Linked DNA regions of Mus musculus: all the other regions are linked to region 1. Evidence: chromatin contacts called from public HiChIP or PLAC-seq and promoter capture Hi-C data. All regions are on one chromosome and are shown on one strand. Each heading gives the region's core, a stretch centred on a gene start, on an enhancer-like site or on the middle of the called end of the contact. The rest is flanking DNA. Distances are from core to core; before and after follow the strand shown. Region 1 holds the start of Cmtr1 (cap methyltransferase 1). Region 2 holds the start of Mdga1 (MAM domain containing glycosylphosphatidylinositol anchor 1). Region 3 holds the start of Pim1 (proviral integration site 1).

Region 1 (3,826 bases), core at 599-3,098:
AATACTCAGGAGTCTGAGGAAACCTGTAGAGAACCTGCAGCAAACTCCAAGGGCTCGAGGATGTCGCTCTCCCACAGAGCCTTGCCCTGCACATGCAAGGCCCTGGATCCCAGCCCAGCGCTGCACAGGGAAAAATGGAAGAACAGAAAGCTTCCCTCGATGGCCAGGAGCTGGTTTATGAGAAGCATAAAGTTTAAAAAAAGAAAAAAAAAAAAAAAAAAAAAAAAAGGACGAGGAGCTGGAGACATGTGTATGTCTTAAATTCAATTCCCAGCACCCACACCAGACAACTCGCAACTGCCTAGAACTCTAGCTCCAGGGAAACAGACACCTCTGGCCTATGCAGGTACCCACATGCCTATTTAAAACAGTCGAAAAAAATCTTTAAAAAAAAAAAAAAGAATTACAGGCCGGGCGTGGTTGTGCACACCTCTAATTCCAGCACTTGGGAGGCAGAGGCAGGCGAATTTCTGAGTTGGAGGCCAGCCTGGTCTACAGAGTTCCAGGACAGCCAGGGCTACACAGAGAAACCCTGTCTCAAAAAGTCAAAAAAAAATTACAAAATCTTCAGGAAAAGTAGTGTATTCAAAGAACTCAGAAAAGAGAAAAGACTTAAAAGTTGGAGGTACACTGGTATCTTTGGGGAACAGGGACGCTGGGATACAAGAACAGACTTCTCTGGCGTTTGAGTCAGACATATAGTTTTAAGACCATGTGTTGTTTTGACTATGAACTGATACTCAATATTGTCTATGAAAATCAGAGCCAGTTCAACTTATTTCAAAATATTTGCTGGGGTGGAGGGAGAATGAGCATCAGCAGTCGAGGTAAGAAAGTAATGGAATTTGAAGGGATATAGCAATCCCTCCCCTTGAAACCTAGCAAAAGGTTTCCGTATTTCCAGCCCGAGGATGAACCTGTGGACCCAATGTACGATCATCCCAATCTCAGGTGGCAATTTCCTAAGTGACAGTAGCAGTGCCTATTAGAGGAAAGCAGGAAAGCCAGGCGACTGAGCCAACAGAAAGCCAGGCCCGAGGAGCCACATTTTTACTTGACATCACAGATAGGTGAGCCTACTGGAAAGCTCATCGCTGAGGCTTCACAGCACATAAAATGGGTCTCATTTAACTCTTAAGTCGTCCCGGTGGGTGTGGGTGAAGCGGGGGTGGGGGGTGCCACTGGGAACTCAGTGTGGTCTGCGATGGGGCAAGTGAGAGAACAGGAAACAGCTTTGTAGAAGGGCAAGGCGGCAGATACGAACGTCCCCCTCCACCACAGCACCTTCGACTGGGGCCTCGCAGGGAATCCAAGCCAATCCTCTCATTTCCTCGGCCAGGGGAAGGCCAAAGGGCTATCGAGTGACCTACAATGGCAGACGCGCTGTGACCAGGCACTTCTAAGCGCTGCTAACCCCCGTATGCAGAGGGGAAAGAAGGGAACGCCATCTCCCCGACGGAGCTTCTCCTTTGGAAACGTCAGGTGTGATACTGTGTGCGCGGCGACCAGCAGCAGCGGCAACCTCGGCTCCGAGAGGTTGCTGGGGACAAGACAGGGGGCAGGAGCAGAGAGAGGCTACCCGAAAGCGGGCAAAGCGGCCGCCGCAGGGGAAGGATGCTGTGCCCGTGCGCCCGCCCGCTCGCACCCCCGGGGCCGCGCGCCTGCACTCACGCTGAGGGGATGGGGCGAGTAGCCGGCGAGCGGAGACGAGGGACCAGGCCGCCACTGTCGCCGCCCAGGCTGGCCCTGCAACCTCCTCCTCCCTCACTTTCGTTTTCCTCGCAGGGCCGGCTAGCTGCGCGGTCGCGCTCGGAACCCGCCCCGCGGGCGGCGCCGCTTGATAACGTCACGAGCCCGCCAGCCCCGCCCCCGCTGGGCTCAGGCTTGGCCCTGGGGAACTGCCCAGGTCGCACAGCGCGCAGGACCCGAGGCGCCTGCGCGGAAGGGGGACCGCGAAAGAATGGGGGGGCAGAGAAAAGCCACTAGGAAAATAACCCTTGTCTACTCTCGCCCTAAAGAAGGGAAATCAATACTTCACCTCAGTTTATTCATCTTGTTATGGATTACCTGAAGAAGGAAAACTCCCAAGATGTCTTAATAAATCATGTGGAGTCTTTATTATTTATTACCACCGGTGGGGCTGTCTCAGGCAGAGGAGCGGGAAGCACCCTCGGACCTCCAGTTTGTTCGACATTTTAAAGACAAGGACTGCAACTGTGATGTATACAGAAAGGCAGCTCCAAACATGTGCAACAAGCAAACATTGCTTTTTTTTTCTTTTCAGAAGCAGAGTGATAACAATTAAATGGTCAGGCAGTTAACCTTTAGGTCAGAATCACAATCACATGGTATAGAAATTTATGGCTGATCAAGAGACCAGTTTAGCATAAGATTTAATGACTGGTCGAAGTGACCGGAGACGAATTTTTGCCCAAAATAGTTTTAGCAATGAAAGTATTCTTAGGAGCTAGGTGGTAGTGTCGAACACCTTTAATGCCAGCACTCAGAAAGCAGAGACAGGCATATCTCTGTGAGTTCGAAGCCAGCCTAGTCTACATAGCTACTTCCAGGACAGCCAGGGATATATTGTAAGACCCTGACTTGGAAAGTGGGAAAAAAAAATCCTAGAAAGTGTTTCACAACATGGCGTAACTAGTTTGGTAGCTTACTACAGTATCGTCATTATATAGATTTAAGAATACAGTCAGAGGAGCCGGGCGTGGTGGCACACGCCTTTAATCCCAGCACTCGGGAGGCAGAGGCAGGCCTATTTCTGAGTTCGAGGCCAGCCTGGTCTACAAAGTGAGTTCCAGGACAGCCAGGGCTACACAGAGAAACCCTGTCTCGAAAAACAAAACAAACAACAACAACAACAAAAAAGAATACAGTCAGAGACACAAACTGGCCAAGGTCAAAGACCTGTTCCTGTTCCATAGGACATATTTAACATTGGACTAGGCATAGCTCAGTGTCAAGACTGTTCGTCCGGTACACACCAGATCCTAGATCTGATTCTCAATGCCTCAGACTAAAAGAAATAATGGCATCTGTGGCATTTGACCATATGCACTGAGATGGGCTGTAACTCTAACTCCTCTTCCCATTTTCAGACCAATATAACTTTGTTGGACATTCTCAGCTGCGTTTGTCTCTTAAACCCCGAGACTTCAAATGTCAACATATGTTCTCCCATAATGCTGCTTTTTTTAAAAAAAAAAAGGATTTTATTTTTATTTTATGTGTATGCGTGTCCTTCATGCACGTATGTATGTATGCCACATGCATATAGTACCCTTGTAAGCCAGAAGACAGCATCGGATCCCCTGGAACTTGAATTACAGATAGTTGTGGGTGCTGTGCTGAACCCAGGTCTGGAAGAGCGGTAAGTGCTCTTAACCCCTGAACCATCTCTGCAGCCCCTTTCCCAGGTGGCTGGCGCTATATGATTCAGTCTGTTTATTTGTCCAGAGATCTGATGAGTTTACCTTTTCTTCATTTCCCTGAAGCCAACAATGCACTTGAGACTTGAGTTCAAGTTTGCCTTCTACTTGTCAGGTAAACATCTCCTACCCTATCATACCTCATCCTCCCCCTCCCCTCCCCTCTCCCCCTTTCCAACCCTCCTTCTCCCTCTCTTACCCACCCCTAAAGCTTTTGCAGTAATCTCCAACTTATGATGCCTGTCTCCAAACACCTCTGTTTGAAGCTTTGTTTGTATTATCATGTGTGAGCCTATGGCAACCCATCAGTGACTCGACCCTGCCAGTGACTTCCCACTGCTCTTAGGATGACACCAATGTTCTCTAGGTGGCCTCAAAGCCCTTCA
Region 2 (3,826 bases), core at 873-3,372, 230 kb before region 1:
TTTCCCAGAATAGGCAAAGCCAGAGAGAGCCTGACTCATCAAGGATGACTCCCTGGGAGCTTCCTGGGGGATTCTGGAAGCTTCCCAATAATGGCAACAGGACAATAAACCAAGCTACTCACCATCACCCCCTCATCTGATACCACTTCCCTTTCAGACTGAGTGGGAGAGGTAGGTGGGAAGACATTGGACGTCTGTGGATCATATCATGCATTTCCCTTCGAGTTAACGGAAGGCTGAGCACGTGGAAGGTAGCTTTGGACTGGGGGATCTGGCCCACGATGGACATCATTCATTCATTCATTCATTCATTCAATAAATCTCTAGTTGGCATCTGCTGAGTTGAGTTTGGACACCCTTAACTGAGCATTGGACTCCCACCCCTAGTAAGAGTAGGAAAGAAACAAAGGAGCCAGGAACAAGGGCGGGTAGCCTGGATGAACCATAAGCAAACTGAGAAGAGTCAGGCTGATGGCGCCCCTCCCCATCTACCAGGCAACACCTTGTGCTTTCCACTCCTCCTTAACAGGTTATGTTTGCCCAGGAGGGTCAGAGGAGAAACATCCCGGTGGGAGTGGGCTTGGAGAGGGAGGGATTTATAATTAATATTTTTAATTCATGCGCTGATTTACATGCAAGAGAATCAACTCTTTGGGTGATCAGAAACAGGTCTTTGAGTTTGGACAGATGCCTGAGGTCATGGACCCACCATTGCAGCAGATCCTGAACAGGATCTAACCTCCGAGCTTGTTAGCTGCTGCGGCTGTGCTGTCCGCGCTCCCACGGGCCGCTCTAGTACAATCCCTGCGCTCACGCCGAGATAAATAACGGCGACAGGTGGAGCAGGTAAGATTAGCAGGACCGGGTTGGAGGGAGGACGCTATCGGAGGCGCCAGGGAGGTCGTGCGCCTCTCTGCCCAGCCCACGCCCCTCCCCAAGGGCGTCTGGAAGGAACTACATCTTGGTCACAGCTTCGGGGAGGGCCGGGTTAAGGTGACGGAGTCTCGAAGTGGGGGGAGACAGGCTTCCCGGCTTGGCTGCAGGAAGCGCGAGCACCCCTAGGGCACTTGGCCACGCCTGAGGTCTCACGGGTAGGCAGGATTTGAGAGAAGCGGGCTGAAGGGGACCCTGGGTGTCCCTGTGGAGCTCTGGCACTGGGGTCTTGCTGGCAAACCTGTTGGCAACCTGTGGGCCTCAGCTAGGACACTGCAAGCTGCAAGCGCGTCCTCCTCCTCAGTGCCTCTGGCAGCGTCCCCGGCGCCCGACCCGGGGAGAGGCCGAGGCAGCTTGGAAAGGGGCTGGGGCTCTGCCAGGGGCGGGTAGTGGTGGTGGAGGTGGCGGGATTCCCAAGCCGAGCCAACATCCCTGCAGAGCGACAGCAGGCAACCGCCTCTCGCGCCAGCTCTGGTCTAGGAGAAGCAGACGCCTTGGCCTTTCCCTCCGATCCTAGGCTCCAGTATCACCTTCTCCAAAGTGCAAAACATTCATTAAGTGTCCAGTGCCCTGCAGGCTTGCGTCCCAGCAACCAGCCGCCGGTGCTTGCCCGGCGAGCGTGCGGCGAGCGTTTGCACCCGGCCAGGGCTTTGCCAGCCTGGGCTGTGCAAGGGAGGGCGGAGAGCGTGTGCGAGTGCGCGGCTGCAGAGCCCGCGCCGAACCCACGTTCCCGCTACTGTCCTCGGGATAGATGGATCCATTGCTGCTTTCTGACATTTTTCTGCCAGGGGGCTGGTGGGGGAGGCGGAGATAGGGAGAGAGAGATGGGGGGGGCGGGGAAAGAGAGAGAGAGAGAGAGAGAGAGAGAGAGAGAGAGAGAGAGAGAGAGAGAGAGAGACTGCTTCCCCCAGCCCTGTTTTGTTTTCTCTAATTGGTCCTGGGGGAAGCAAGGAAATTGGACAGAGGCTGGGCCGGGCGAGCTGGGCTGCCTTTAATTGGCTCCCCTTTTTTTAACTGGAGGGGAATCAAACAGGAGAGCGAGCGAGCGACAAAGGGTGGGAGAGCGAGAGACCGATCGCGGAGATGGGAGGAGGGAAGAAGGGAGGAGGGAGAGCGGGAGGCGGGGTGGTGGTGATGGGGAGGTGGAGGAAGCGCGGAATGAAAAGCTCGGAGGGACCAGAAAGCAGCACAGCGAAGCCCAAGTTAGGGAGCGAGCGGAGCGCTCCCGCGGCCCCGGAGCCGGAGTGGCCGCGGTGCCCCGGAGCCCGCCCGGCCCCGCCCGCTGGGGCCCTCTCGGGCCCAGGCCGCCGGGAGGGGGGCGGGGACGCCCAACTTGGGGCGCGGCGCAGCCCCGCTCTCCCGAGATCGCGGAGCCCGGGAATGCCACGGCGGCGGCCAGACGGCGGGAGAGGAGCGGGGAGAGAGGAGGCGGCCAGCAGCTCCTGAGCCCGGGCCTCCGCAAGAGCGCGAATTATTTTCAAAGGACTCAAACTTTCCTCTTTCCCTTGCTGGCTGCGGTCCCTCTTGCTTTGGAACCGTTCTCTGGATTCCCGCGGGGGCGCCGGGACGCGATCGCCTCCCCCGGATTCCTCGGCGGCGGCTCGGCTAACTTCGCGGACTCGGGGACCCGGAGCGCTCGCCCCGCTGCCGAACCTAGTCCTCGCTGCTCCAGCGCTCCAGAGGACCGGGACCCGGCGCCCTCGCCTCCGGGAAGGGCGCCCAGCCCGGCTCCCTTGGGTCGGGCTGCGGAGCCCTCCACACCTACTGCAGGACTGGAGCCAGCGGATTAACCAAAGCAGAGTCCGGGCCTCCTGGCCTGGCTCCGCGGAGGGGCGTCCCCTGGGCGGGGAAAAGACAAGTTTGTCAGGCATCGGTGGCCTGTTGGATCGGAGCGCGGCCGCCGCAGCAGAGAGGTCCCCCCGCGTTCAGCACCCTCGGTGGACAGCCCTGGGGACCTAGGACTGCTCGGTGGCCGAGCTTTCTGGGCCAGGGAGCTGGCTGCTGCGCCCGGTGCGCAGAGGCTTCAAGGTCTGGGGCAGCGCCCCCTGCGTCTCCACCCGGGCAGCCGCCCTGTGGGAAGAGGACAGAGCCGAGTCGCGGCTTGCTCAGACTCCTAGTCTCGGTCGCCGCCCTCTCCGTCGCGACTCAGGGAAAAGGAGGGAACGCAGAGGGCAAAGCGGTGCCCCGGCGGATGCGCCCCCCGCCGCCTCTCAGGCTGCGCCGCCTCGCGGGGATGAAGCACTGGCCGTGAAGATGGAGGTGACCTGTCTTCTACTTCTGGCGCTTATCCCCTTCCACTGTCGGGGACAAGGAGTCTATGGTAAGAGCCAGCGTCCCGCTCTACCCTGGCGGAGCCGCCCGGAAACTTTACAAGATCTTGCTCAAAGTGCGCGCTGCCGGGGCTTGGTGGATGCACTGATGGCCGCGTCTCCGCCCTCGCCTGGGCGCCGGGAGACCGAGCAGGCTGCTCCCGAGCCCAAGAAGCGGTCCTAGGCTATTGGTGTGAGGCTGGGGATGCCGGGGTAAGGTCTCGGCTTTCCGAAATCTTTCCAGGGGTTAGAGAGATCCGGAAGTCTTGGGAGAATAATACAGTGAGCTCAGGAGACCCGGGAAGAGCCCAAGCTCTGGGCTGGGGCAGCTGTTCCCACGGAATCCTTTTCCTCCCTCGGCTCAGCCTCCCGAGTGGAAGCGGGCGATGAGCGATCCGGAGTTGTGCGCGGCTGGCGGGCGAGAAGCTCTCCAGCACCGCGGCCCTGAGGCTGGCTCGCCTTCCGGGCAGTGGCCGCGGCTCGATCGCCTCTTCTAGCTTCTTGGCGGTCTGAGCTGTTGGGCATCCCTTAGCCCAGGCGCCGACTGTTCTCGGCATCCCTTTTCAGACCTCTCCTGAGCCAGC
Region 3 (3,826 bases), core at 872-3,371, 170 kb after region 1:
CAGCCAGCCATTAACTGTTAAATACAAAAAACGCAGCCCAGCCCGGCATCCTCCAAAGAAATTCAAACCACAAGCCAGAGTCACAAGTTTTGAAAGGCCATAGTTTGTCCGGGTGAGCCACTCGGATCGTGACCCACCCTCGCGCTTTGATCTACTATTCCTGCCCTCCACTGCTGAAAGAACGCGATCCAAGCCCCTCCCTATGGTAGATAGGTTTTCATCCTCCCAGCGGAGACTCCCAACTAATTTTCAAACCAGCAACAGATCTTATTTCACAACATTCATTCCAGGCCTCGTCACCCCACAACACCCCCAAGTGGGGTGAAACCGCGGCTCTTATTCCTTTACCCTCAAAAGCAAAACAAAACAAAACAAAACAAAACCCTGCAGTTCTAAGAACTACCTTAAAACTCCCCCACAAAACAAAACTACAAAAGAAAAAAAAAAAAAAAGAAAAAGAAAAAGAAAAAAATCAGCACCAATGTCTCCCGCCACCAACGGCTCCACCTCCTACTGGAGGGAAAAGTGGGTCATACTTTAGAAATCTGGGCTACAGCCGGCTACCCACGACCTCTTATTCACCGGGAAAGCATGGAATTTAATAAATTCCTGCTGAAAAGAAAAACAAGCAAACACCAGCAGCAACAACAAAAACAACAACAACAACAAAACCCCAATCACGCCAGAAATGTTGCAGGTTCGTTCAACCAGCTCGAAATCCCCGGCTGTACTATGCCGGGAAGCTCGCCTCTGCCCCACCCCTGCCAGCTCTGAGCCAGGCGGCCCAATGACCTTTACAAAGGGCCGGAGCCGAGGCCGCCAGAGGCTTCCAGGCCGGCACCTTGGGCAGCTCCCTCCCCGGGGCCTGGCTCACCATCAAAGTCCGTGTAGACTGTGTCCTTGAGCAGCGCCCCCGACCCGAAGTCGATGAGTTTGATTTCGCCGCGGCTCAGGTCGATTAAGATGTTCTCGTCCTTGATGTCGCGGTGGAGAACCCCGCAGTTGTGGCAATGCCGCACGGCCTCCAGCACCTGCCAGAAGAATCCTCGGGCCAGGTCCTCCTGTAGGGCTCCTCGTTCGGTGATAAAGTCGAAGAGGTCTTGCACCGGTTCGGGCCTCTCCAGGATCAGCACGAAACTATCGGGCCTCTCGAACCAGTCCAGAAGTCTAATGACGCCCGAGAAGTCCGAGCTCACCTTCTTCAACAGGACCACTTCCATGGGCACTCGGGTGCCATTGGGCTGCAGAGTGAGGGCGAGGGTTAGCGCGCCGGTTCCGGCACGCCCGTCGCCACCCACCCACCCATGAGAGGGTCTCTGGCTCCGGCTCACTCACCAGTTCTCCCCAATCGGAAATCCGGTCCTTCTCCACGTGCTTAATGGCCACCTGGAAGAAGACCCCCGAGTCTCCATCAGACCCTCCTGCTCAAAGCATCCCTCCGCGCGCCCTCCCCGAGGCGGCGTTGCCCACTCACCGGCAAGTTGTCGGCGACGCGGATGCCAGAGTAGACCGAGCCGAAGCCACCGCTGCCCAACAGCGGGCCCACCTGGTACTGCGACTCCAGGGGCTCCTTCTCTTTGCCTAGGAAAGAGGCACGGGACACTCAGCGCGCTCGACCCACGCGGGGGTCTCCCGGCGTCCCAACGACCCGCGCGCCCAGGGTGGGGTGGGGACACTCACCCGGCGCCAGCTTGGTGGCGTGCAGGTCGTTGCAGGGCGCGGCGCGCAGGTGGGCCAGGGAGTTGATCTTGGACAGGAGCATCCCCACCTCCAGGGTGTCGGTGCGGCGCCGGTGCCGGGACGAGCAGCAGCGGCGGCGGAGCGAGCTGGGGCTGAGCCGACGGCCGGGACTCAGACTGCGGGTGGCGTTGCGGCTCTGGCTGCGGCTGGCGCGCAAGGCCGAGGGCGAGTCGGAGGACGACTGAGGGCGCTGGCGGGGCTGGCCGCGGGCGGGTTCGCCGGCTGGGTCAGGCAGTGCGGGAGGCGGCAGGGCGAGAGGCGCTGCGGGACCCAGGGCTGCTGCTGACTGTGACTGCTGCTGCTGCTGCTACTGCCGATCCCGCCGCCGGCACTGCCGACTCCCCTCCAGCCTCCTCCGCCGCCACGGCCGCTGCTGCAGACGCCCGGCTCGCCCCGCCGCCAGGAGTAAAGGGGCGGAGCGCGCCGCTGGGGAGGGCGCGCGCGGCGGGCGGGGACGGGGCGGGGCCTCTCCGGGAGGCCGAGGTGGGGAGCCGGGCTGGCTCGGCGGCGGAGGGCGGAGAGGGGGCGGGGAGGCGGCGGGACCAGGGCCGCTCCCCTCCGCTCCGCCCCCTCGCGGCTACACCCCTCTCCCCGGCCCCGCCCTCGGGCGCGGCTTCAGCCAACCAGAAGACGCCCTATTTGCATAAGGCGTTGCGGGCCCCGCCTCTCGCCTCGCGGTCAGAATGGTCGCTAACGCCGCCACGACGTGGCGGGAAGGAAAAGGCGCCAAAACGGAGGGGGAGGGGCGCTGGGCGTGCAGGGAGGCGGGAGCTGGGTGGCGCGCGCGGGCGGGGGAGGAAGGATGGGGAGGGGCGTATCGATTCAAACCCAAACAATAACAAAGCCATCAAAGGCCGCCCGAGGCCAGCTCTGCCGGCTCTGTGTTTCCCGGAGATTTGGGTTGTGGAGGGGGGTCGAGGATTGGAGCTGGAGCGTAGCAAGTTGTGAGAAATGGAAGGGCGTTGGTGTGGCGGGCGCGGAAGCCATGAGTAGGGACCGCGTGTGTGTGGATGCCGACCAGGGTGGTCCTCTGGTGTGACTCAGCCCGGAGACCTCCAAGGCTGCTGGGGCGGGTTGACGATGTTATGTGGGCTAGATCCTGGGGGTGATGATTGTGTTTTTGGGGGCGAAGGCTGTGCAAGACGTGAGTCACCGGCATTTTGCACACCGAGGCCAGTCACAGGCCTGCGAGGAAAAGTGGGGGAGACCTGGGATGCGAGGAGCCGGTGACAAAGATTCTCAATTTAGAAATGCAGAGAGAATTAGAAGGGACCCGGGGTACCTGATCCCCTCGGTCCATGTCCGAGCGCCTGAGAGAGGAAATCACGACACAAACGTTAGCTTTCTCTTGCCAAATGCTGCCTCAGCCCCTTCTGAGAGGGCGGGAGGAGCAGGAAAATTCCTGATCGCGGGCGAGGGTGGGAGGGTGCCGCTGGGTTTAATCAGAGGTTGTTGCGGTAGTTACCTTCTCATCAGCTTGGTATTAGCAGTCAGGCGATACCAGATATTATTGGCCCCCACCCCAGCCTTGTCTCAAAGGAAAGTCCCCACATGCACGTGGAAATACCACGGAAAGCTAGCCGAGTCCGCTTTCATCTTTTGTCCTTTTGAACTTCATGGAGAGTTGATAACGACGTGTGGAAATGGGTAAACTCTCATTCTGTGTAATCCATATAAACTGAGATACTGGTGGCCAGAGTCATGGACAGCCAGCTACACCCCTTGTTCGTTATTTTTGTTGTTGTTCTTAGGTCTGAGAGATCTTTAAAGGAGGAACGAGCCTGTTGTGGATGTAGTCATTAGCGCACGCGTTTAAATGCTTCCTTTACAAGTTTTCCATGCTGCTTATAAAGATGCCCAGAGACTCCATAACTTTTATGGATGCCTCTTACAAAACATTACATATTTCCCTTTGTTTGTGTTCTGTGGACTAACTCATTCATTTCTGATGACGAAAGGAGAAAAACCCAGGGGAAGGAGAATTACTTCCTTTTTTGCAGATAGGAAAATGACTCGTCACTGGGATGACACAGGGTCATACGACAGCAGAGAGAATGGCCCAAATTCTGCTCCTGAGGGTTCAGAG

The links. HiChIP or PLAC-seq counts read pairs in DNA pulled down with a chosen protein or histone mark. Capture Hi-C pulls out chosen DNA fragments and counts their contacts.
Region 2: a contact with region 1 is called in an H3K4me3 HiChIP or PLAC-seq map of embryonic forebrain, with 4 times the contacts expected there. The contact joins the promoter of Mdga1 here to the promoter of Cmtr1 in region 1. A contact is called at or near these places in 3 of 39 promoter capture datasets (the 3T3-L1 cell line, embryonic stem cells and hippocampal neurons), 13 of 115 datasets of contacts at active chromatin or transcription factors (the HPC-7 cell line, craniofacial prominence, embryonic basal ganglia and 10 more) and 4 of 9 other capture datasets (adipose tissue, embryonic stem cells, liver and 1 more).
Region 3: a contact with region 1 is called in a promoter capture Hi-C map of pancreatic islet. The contact joins the promoter of Pim1 here to the promoter of Cmtr1 in region 1. A contact is called at or near these places in 1 of 39 promoter capture datasets (erythroid cells), 3 of 115 datasets of contacts at active chromatin or transcription factors (effector CD8 T cells, memory CD8 T cells and pancreatic cancer cells) and 2 of 9 other capture datasets (liver and pancreatic islet).

What each region holds. Positions count from the first base shown.
Region 1 is chr17:29,658,617-29,662,442 of GRCm38.p6, reverse strand. It overlaps Cmtr1 (cap methyltransferase 1), which reads right to left and starts at 1,848. Exons shown (of 24, transcript NM_028791.6): 1 at 1,672-1,848. The region is part of intron 7 of Gm28043 (predicted gene, 28043); the gene reads right to left.
Region 2 is chr17:29,886,874-29,890,699 of GRCm38.p6, reverse strand. Mdga1 (MAM domain containing glycosylphosphatidylinositol anchor 1) reads left to right here and starts at 2,122. Exons shown (of 17, transcript NM_001368423.1): 1 at 2,122-3,253. The coding sequence starts at 3,187. Gm41559 (a long non-coding RNA gene) reads right to left here and starts at 799. Exons shown (of 3, transcript XR_003952341.1): 1 at 710-799.
Region 3 is chr17:29,489,080-29,492,905 of GRCm38.p6, reverse strand. It overlaps Pim1 (proviral integration site 1), which reads right to left and starts at 2,121. Exons shown (of 6, transcript NM_008842.4): 1 at 1,681-2,121; 2 at 1,475-1,581; 3 at 1,336-1,386; 4 at 875-1,241. The coding sequence starts at 1,762. Gm26885 (predicted gene, 26885) reads left to right here and starts at 1,362. Exons shown (of 4, transcript NR_168683.1): 1 at 1,362-1,729.